2 separate regions of the Xenopus laevis genome follow, and region 1 is linked to region 2. The links are chromatin contacts, called in public Hi-C maps. All regions are on one chromosome and are shown on one strand. The core of a region is the stretch at or near the end of the contact, and the rest is flanking DNA. Distances in the headings are between cores, read along the strand shown.

Region 1 (4,322 bases), core at 995-3,494, 160 kb after region 2:
GTAGGGGTTTGTGACGAGGGTCCCTCTGCAGCTTGGGTGGTGGGGCCTTGAAAGAACAGCCTCCTATAGGGGAAGGGAGCCTCCTGGACAACTCAGACCAACACGGAGTAAAGTGCTTACAATGCCCACTTGCAGGTCATTAATAAACAATTTAAAACTATATGCCATTGGAGCTGTTGTAAGATGCCACAGTTGTAAATATTATTATTATTGGGCCTGTGCAGTGAACATTCATTGACATTAGAAGGGCATTTTCCCATATGCCATGGCATCATCAAGTCCTCCCAATAAGCCACAATGTTTTCCACACTGCTGTTACCCCCACGGAGCTGTGGTTCCGAGTTAACATCTCTGGCTAATTTAAATATTTCTGGCAAATATGCAGCCCTCCAGCTTTTGTTAAACAGGTGACTGTATGATTGCCACCTTTCCCCGCTGATAACTCTGGGTGGGTGATGACAGCATCAATTTCAGGGAGTCCTGCATGGTTTTCCTAATTTGGACAGACAGGCAGTTTTGACCCAGAAGGAAATTCTGGGTCAAAACTGGACATGTGGCAACCCTAAGTGGCTGATAGTCTAGAAATTCAGAGGGGCTAATGTCAACTGCCATAGACTGCTGCTTTAGGTTTGGCTTTTGGGGGTTCTGCTCTTAGCAATGCTTAATATTAAGTGTGAGACAGAAAACGCGTCAGGCAGCTTTTTAATCATGTTCCAATAAAATGAGAAGTTTTATATATTTCTATGGATGGTGGTCTGTTGCACACCCATCAGAATAAGATTTGGAGTTCTAACCTTACACACAGCGCCAGATTTGCCGGGCGGTCTTAGCACCCGCCCTACCTCGCACAGGCGCATGAGCGCTGGCGTGCAAGTGATGGACTACTGGGAGCAGCGTGTCCCCAGTGCCCCCCATAGAGCAGCTGGGCAGCATGCTGCCCCGAAAAATTTGCCACCCTAGGCCCAGGCCTTTGTGGCCTCACCACAATCCAGGCCTGCTTACAGGATCAGCATGACACAAAATTAAAATATATATATTTTTTTCATTTTGTATCTGTTGCTCAAGCACCAACAATTTTTAATCGATAGTGCTGTACGGCTACAAGAAATGTTCCCTCTAAGCTGTGCTCTTGCTCACACATTTTGGGGCCAGCGCACAAAGAATTTTGTGTGAAAACACAAAGGTTTGCATATATTCTGATCTGAGCACACAAATTTCAAAGAATTAGGGGGAACATTGGATACAAGAACGGCATTTGCCCTGGTTTATTGCATTGTTTTCTTTACTTCTCATGCAAAGCTGCACCTTTTGGCCCTATTCAGTTTCAATGGTTGCCCCAATGGCTACAAGCAGCTTATTTATATAAACTCGGGCTGTGTTTCCAAAACACACATGCAAGTTTTACCAGTGCAGGATATCAGTAAGGACATCATATTCCAATGCATAAACCCTTCCATCCCTGTGAGCGCCCACTACTGCCTCCTCCCTCACGCAGCTCCTGTCGAGACAAGTAGGATAAATGAAAAAACCCTAATTTTGTAATTAATTAGGAGTAATATATGGTGTTGCTTTTACATGGTGCTAAAAATGAAAATTATCTTTAAAAATAGCCCCTTTATTGGAGCTCCCTATAGATGTAAACTGGTCCGTCTGTGTTTTAAACGAGTGGTGGGCGTGTCCTAATGGTCCATGTCGGAAGCACAGGATGGGGACAGCCAATCATAGCCCTGCAGTCACACAAGCACAGACAGCCTTCAGTTCCCTATCAGGCCCTACTAGCTGCTGATTGGTTCCTGTCCTACAGTACAGTGAGCTGAGAGCCGCCGGCTCCCCTGCACAACCTGGGAATTCAGGGAGCAGGAAGTAGAAGAGAAGGGAGGGACTAGTAGGGTTTTTGCAGAAATATTCAATAAATCAGCCTGAAACAGTACTTTTTTAAGCACAACTCTTCTATATGTAAATGAGTACAACGCACTGGTACATTCTTATTTTTTTACACAAAATGTCTCCTTTAAATAACCTCACCTTTCCCGCTTTTTTGTCTTCTCGTGCGTAGCTGTCACTGAACTTTCCCGAGTTTCCCGTCAAATCGCCTCACCTTTGCTACGGCCGCATCTAAATCGCAGAACGAAAGGAGGGGGGGAGAGTTCTAATCTTTAATGACAACCCAGCCAAATTGGAAGCTATTGGTTTTAATCACAACCTGAACTAAGGTTTCTGGAAGTGGAAGCAGTGTTCCCGTTTGGAACCTGTAAGGAAACCAGTCAGGGCTGTGTGATGTCCCCGCCGAAATTTGTATCCTTCTTTACTCGGTTATTGGTCTGACCCTTGGCTTTAGCGCCACCTCAAGGTAAAGGCTCCTTCCTGCAACTACCCATCCGCTGGCGCTTGAATTCGGAGATCAGTGATTATTTAAACACGTTGATCTTAAACTCCCTAATATTTATTCTTCTAGAAAAGACAAATGCGAGCGTACTTATATGTCCAGCAAATTACTGGATGTCCTAGGCGCCTACACAAGAAAGAAATGCAGGGTCTCCTTCTTATGTGTTTCCGGAAGCGGAACGGTCAGTCCTTGACAATGTTTCTGAGGGGTTCCTATTAGCGAGACGCAGCTTCCGGAAACGGTAGTGTAAGACCATGTGTTAGACGGAATGTTTATGTGCAGGTTAGTGGAGTATGGGAATAACGTGTCCTGGTGCGCCCCAGGTAGACCCATACTACAGGGCCCTTCGACTGTTTGGGGGAAGCTGGGATTTGTAGTTTAATATCGATTGAGTGTCATTGTGAATGTAGTTGTTATAAAGAAGTACTTGCCGAGTAGGTGTCAGGGCCAGACTCTCCAAAATGCACATTTTAATAGGTTCTCATTGAAACACGTGTTAGTTATGTTGTGCCGAATGCTCTGAAGAAAATACTTCGCTTAATGTCATGATGAAATGCTATTGTTACTGGGAATTCTCTGTCAGTAGTTCCTCTATGCGATCTGTTATCTGGAATGCTTGGGATCTGTTATCTGGAATGCTTGGGATCTGTTATCTGGAATGATTGGGATCTGTTATCTGAAATGCTTGGGATCTGTTATCTGGAATGCTTGGGTTCTGATATCTGAAATGCTTGGGATCTGCTATCTGAAATGCTTGGGATCTGCTATCTGAAATGTTTGGGATCTGCTATCTGAAATGCTTGGGATCTGTTATTTGAAATGCTTGGGATCTGTTATCTTGAATGCTTGGGTTCTGCTATCTGAAATTCTTGGTATCTCTTATCTGGAATGCTTGAGATCTGTTATTTGAAATGTTTGGGATCTGTTATTTGAAATGCTTGGGATCTGTTATTTGAAATGCTTGGGATCTATTATCTTGAATGCTTGGGTTCTGCTATCTGAAATGCTTGGGATCTGTTATCTGGAATGCTTGAGATCTGTTATCTGGAATGCTTGAGTTCTATCTGAAATACTTGGGTTCTGTTATTTGAAATGCTTGGGATCTGCTATCTGAAATGCTTGGGATCTGCTATCTAAAATGCTTGGGATCTCAGGTTTTCAGTCTTCCTGTAATTTAAACCCTGTTACTGATTAAACAATAGAACGTTTTATTGTTTAGCCACATATATGAACTTATGTTATGTATTGCTGTCTGATCATTGTAGAGAGGATACAATTTTATTGGAAATTACTTCTGTTTGGATAACGTGTTTCTGGATAATAGATGCCATACTAGAGGCATGCAGACTCTGGTAGGCCAGAGAAAAGCTTTACTCCATTAGTGTAAGGAAAGCCATACAAGCATTCTCCTATTCATATTCCAGTCTGTTATTCAAATCAATGTATGGTTGCTAGGGTGACCTTGGACCATAACAACCAAATTGCAAACTAGAGAGGTGCTGAATAAAAAGCCAAATAACTCAAAACCACAAAAAAAATGAAAACCAATTGCAGATTCTCTTAGACTATCACTCTCTACATCATACAAAAAGTTATTTTAAAGGAGAAGAAAAGCTTAGCCACAATAGTGCAAGCTATAACCGTATATTTATTCTGCAGAATGCTTTATCGTACTTGAGTAAACAGCTCTTGAAGTGTTCTCTGTTTGTTTAGGATAGCAACTGCCATATTGGCTTGGTGTGACCTCACTTCCTGCCTGTCTCTCCCTGCTCACTCATAGCCCTGGGCTCAGATTACAGCATGGGTGGGGGAGAGGAGAAAACTGAGCATGCTCAAGGCTGTGCCCTGGAGGTTTAAGCTGAAAACAGGAGGAGATAACATAGTGGCCTATTTTCAAAGTTTATTAGTGATCATTCTTAGCCCAAATCTAACTGTT
Region 2 (4,564 bases), core at 1,145-3,644:
CACCTGTTAAACAGTAGGTCCTCCTGTCATTGCACATTATAACTGCAACTATTGCTGAACTCCTTTACATACAGTTGGAATGTTTCAGGCTCTTGCAGATCTACATGCAAAACACCCAAGCTACTGGGAGCTGTAGCTAATTCCTTGTTAAAGGAAAACTATACCCCCAAAATGAATACTTAAGCAACAGATAGTTTATATCAAATTGATAGATTAAAGAATCTTACCAAACTGGAATATATATTTACATAAATATTGCCCTTTTACATCTCTTGCCTTGAACCACCATTTGGTGACTGTATCTGTGCTGCCTCAGAGATCACCTGACCAGAAATACTACAACTCTAACTGTAACAGGAAGAAGTGAGGAAGCAAAAGGCAGAACTCTGTCTGTTAATTGGCTCATGTGACCTTACATGTGGTTTGTATGTGTGCACAGTGAATCTTACGATCTCAGGGGGCGGCCCTTATTTTTTAAAATGGCAATTTTCTATTTATGATTACCCAATGGCACATACTACTAAAAAAGTATATTATTATGATAATGGTTTATTTACATGAAGCAGGGTTTTACACATGAGCTGTTTTACTCAGTATCTTTTAATAGAGACCTACATTGTTTGGTGGGTATAGTTTTCCTTTAAAGGAGCTGTTCACCTTTATTATGATTGTAGAGAGTGATATTCTGAGACAATTTATAGTGATGGGCAAATCTGTGCCATTTGGGTTTGCTAAAATTTGCAAAACTGCGAAAAATTTGCAAAACGAATTGAAGCCATTAGGCGTCATAATAGTTTTGACGCCCGTCAATTTTTATGCGATCGACTATTTTGACCCGTGTCAATTTTTTGTTGAAGCAGCGGATTTTTCGGTGGCAAATTGTCACCGCAGTTTCGTTAATAAATTTGCTAGCGGCGAAACACAGAAATGCGTCGAAAGTTAGTGTCTGGCGAGTTTATTCGATAATCACGAACCAGCAATCTGGTTTCTAGGATGCAAATTACCCTAGCAATCATTGACTGATTTAAATAAGAGACTGGAATATGAATAGGAGAGGCCCTGAATAGAAGTTGAGTAATAAAAAGTAGCAATAACAATAAATTTGTAGCCTTCGAGAGCATTTGTTTTTGGTTTTTTTTAGATGGGGTCACTGACCCCCATTTGAAAGCGGGAAAGAGTCATAGGAAAAAAACTTAAAAAAAAAAAAGATAAAATATAAATAATGAAGACCAATTGAAAAGTTGCTTAGAATTGGCCATTCTATTAGATACTAAAAGTTAATTTAAAGGTGAACTACCCCTTTAAGTTTTACTTCTCCTTTAAACTAGCAAAGCAGTCTGTGCCTTTGTTATTTCCAGCACAACATTATTTTATTCAGGAAACGTTACTAACGTGGGAGAAGGCTGGATGTCCTGATATCCTTGAGCTCCTGGCAGAATTTCTTTGCCCACTTTAAAAACTGCTTGAGCACTTTATTTAAATAATATTAATTTTAATTAAGCACTTTAATGTAATTTTTTTTTTCTGTTTCAAAGCTATAAAGCCTTTTATAAAGTGCTTCTATAATAAGAATTGTAACCGTGCTACTTGCTGGTTGGTTCATGTTACTGTATAGTCAGAGATATATGTTTATTCTAATGTTCCTCTGCTCAGGAGAGAAATGGCCTTTTCCCATCTCTGCAGGTAAACATGCGACAGAGACAACGGGGTTGCCTACAGGCTGCATCTTGTATAAGACTCTGCAGACTCAGATGCTGGACATGCTGGACATTGAAGGTCTCAATCCATTGTACAAGAGAGTGGAGAAGTACCTGGCGGAATTCCCTGAGGAAAGGTGATTGTCTTTGTTTCATCCCATTGACCGGAAATCACTGGTATAATCCCTGCTGATCCTTCTGTGCAGGTTATGCTTGGGGATGGAGGTGAACCTTTTGTTTCTTAAAGGACACGTAATCCTACATTTTCCTACCATGTATATAAATTGGGCATATCTTCCCCACCCAAGCCAAATCATTTGTACGGACTATACCCCTTCCATTTACCAGCGCCATCACATTTTCCTAAAACAAATAGCAGCTCTTACCCGGCGGCCATATTCTTCTGGCAAATCATCAATAACATTGAGATATGTATGCTGTAAAGTTCATGCAATGCAGTATGCAGGTTACAAGGCACAACATACTGTAATAAAAAGTTCTGCTGGGGTTGAGCATTGTAATGGTTAAGCTGAGCTCAGTAGAGGTGGTTAGGAGAATAAAATAGGATCAGACAACTAGAGGACTATGGGAACCAGCAATGCTATCTCTTCATTGGCTGTTAGACTGGAGGGTGTGTTTAGTAATCTGAGCTGAGAAGAACATGCTCAGTAGCCAACAGCCAAAGTAAATTCCTGAGGGAGGGGACAGAGTGGCAGGTAACTAAAGATTTCAAAGAGACTGTTCACTGATTAAATGTTGTGTGTGTGTGGGGGGGGGAGGGAAACATGTCCTTTAATAAACGTAGGAGTTCCTTTTGGTTGATAACTTATTTTATATACTCTCTCTTTCCTCACATGTTACTAGTGATGGTTTGGACAAATACAAGATTCCTCTGCACTCAACCCATTATCAATATATTTAAGACAGCGACATTTTGTGCATACTGCTACTGAAAAATGCCTTCCCCTTTAAACAAAACAGGGATTGTTTGTCCATATATTGCAATATATTTAAGCTGGCCAACTACGTCAAAGTCATCCCATATCTGGCCAGTCCTATGCTCAATTTTCATCTGATTCATTAAGAATTCTATTGCTTCATTATATAGTTTACAAAGGGACTAAGGTTTACCTGCAACTTACTCGCTGCTTTCAAAGTAAAACTCCCAAACTTGGCTGCCCTTTTATTAGACACCAGTGGGATCACCTGACTATAGTTGGGAAGGGTGGGAGCTACAACATGGAGCTGGTCACTGCTCCTGTATAAACTATAACAAACAAGGGAAAGTTGTGCTCACCACTAGTTTCCAAAATCATTAGGCGGGGGTGCAATGAGGGTGTGACCACAAAATACATATAGACAAATACAAGATTCCTCTGCACTCAACCCATTATCAATATATTTAAGACAGAGACATTTTGTGCATACTGCTACTAGTGATGGTTTGCACATGCCTGTGTGTGATGCAACATTACAGTGTGTCCAATACAGGGGCCTATGGGGTTATACAGGTTACACATTCAGTACATGCCCCCACCTTCTGTGTGGCTGTATAAATAGATACAGAACTTTTCTGCATTTCCCAACAATCAGGATATATAAACGATTAAAGGAGATATTTTATGGGGAAAAAAACAAGAATGTGTCAGTGCATTTTACTCTTTAGATATAGAAGGAAAAAGTGGAGTTTTTGGTTTATTGGAAATTTCTGCAAAATCTCTATTAGTCCCGTCCTCCTTTCCCAGGATGTGCAGGGGAGCCGGCGGCTCTCAGCTCACTGTAGGACAGGAACCAATCAGCAGTTAGGCTGACTTGATAGGGAACTGAAACCTGTCTTTGCTTATGTGACTGCGGGGCTGTGATTGGCTGTCCCCCTCCCAGGGTGGGCGTGTCCTAATGGTCCCTGCCAGAAACATGGACAGTGAACATCAATAGGGAGCTCCAATAAAGGGGCCATTTTAAAAGATATTAATTTTTAGCACAATGTAAAACTAGCACCATATAGTATACACAATTGCCTACAAAATTAGGCTTTTTTTCATTTATTCTGTGTGTCGCCTTCAAGTCCATGTGCAGTTCATTGAATTACCAGAAGATGGCAGCAGTGTGTCATCTGTCTACCTTGCAGGGACTGCTTGTTTTTTCAAGAGCAATAGCAAATCATTTAGGGGCACATTCGTTTATCAATAATTCAAAAATTCTCTTTATTGGCATGAATTGTATTTACAGAAGCACATTACTACTGGATGGGCCGTATGATGAAACATTCTTTGAGAAGTTAAAAGACCTCTCTCTGGAAGACGATGGCAGCGTATCATATGCAGTGACCAAGGTAAATATTCACAGACTTCTATAAGATTTCTACCATTTACCTTGTGGAGTGAACAAGGGCTTCATGCGAAAAGCCAAAATGATTTATTTACAGGGTCAGACAGCTGCAGGTGGGCACATTTAATATAGAAAAAAATTACCGTGTAGTCTCTCTTCTCCCGGCCATCCTGGCTCCCTGGAGTGGGAGTGGCTAGCAGGTCGATGGCTGTAACGGCAGCATACATGTGAGCAGGACCTGGGCCAAAAGGAACTTGTCTTTGGCACAAGTACCTCATGGCCCAGCACTGTCCTTTTCACAGGAGAACTGGTCTTTATTAAAGGAACAATTCAGTGTAAAAATAAAAACTGGGTAAATAGATGGGCTAAAAAATGTTTCTAATCTAGTTCGTTAGCCAAAATGTAATGTATAAAGGCTGGAGTGACTGGATGTCTAACATCACAGAACACTACTTCCTGCTTTTCAGCTCTCTAACTCTTAGTTATGGTGGCCATAGACGTAACAATTACGCTCTTTCTTGGAAAAAGTCATTCCAAGA

What was found. Hi-C and Micro-C count contacts between places; a contact is called where the count stands out from the background.
Region 1: a contact with region 2 is called in a Hi-C map of the XTC cell line, with 4 times the contacts expected there. The contact joins the promoter of cenpp.L here to the enhancer-like site in region 2. A contact is called at or near these places in 2 of 4 Hi-C or Micro-C datasets (the XL177 cell line and the XTC cell line).

The regions. Positions count from the first base shown.
Region 1 is chr4L:122,641,347-122,645,668 of Xenopus_laevis_v10.1, forward strand. It overlaps cenpp.L (centromere protein P L homeolog), which reads right to left and starts at 2,245. Exons shown (of 9, transcript NM_001114789.1): 1 at 2,026-2,245. nol8.L (nucleolar protein 8) reads left to right here and starts at 2,211. Exons shown (of 17, transcript XM_018258926.2): 1 at 2,211-2,350.
Region 2 is chr4L:122,480,162-122,484,725 of Xenopus_laevis_v10.1, forward strand. ippk.L (inositol-pentakisphosphate 2-kinase) reads left to right here. Exons shown (of 13, transcript XM_041590752.1): 9 at 1-13; 10 at 1,684-1,834; 11 at 3,927-4,029. Among protein-coding and RNA genes, the nearest start is that of ippk.L, 34 kb to the left of the region's middle. Within about 2 kb of position 2,395, at least 1 of the 7 cell types and tissues checked has an H3K27ac peak or open chromatin away from gene starts, as enhancers often do.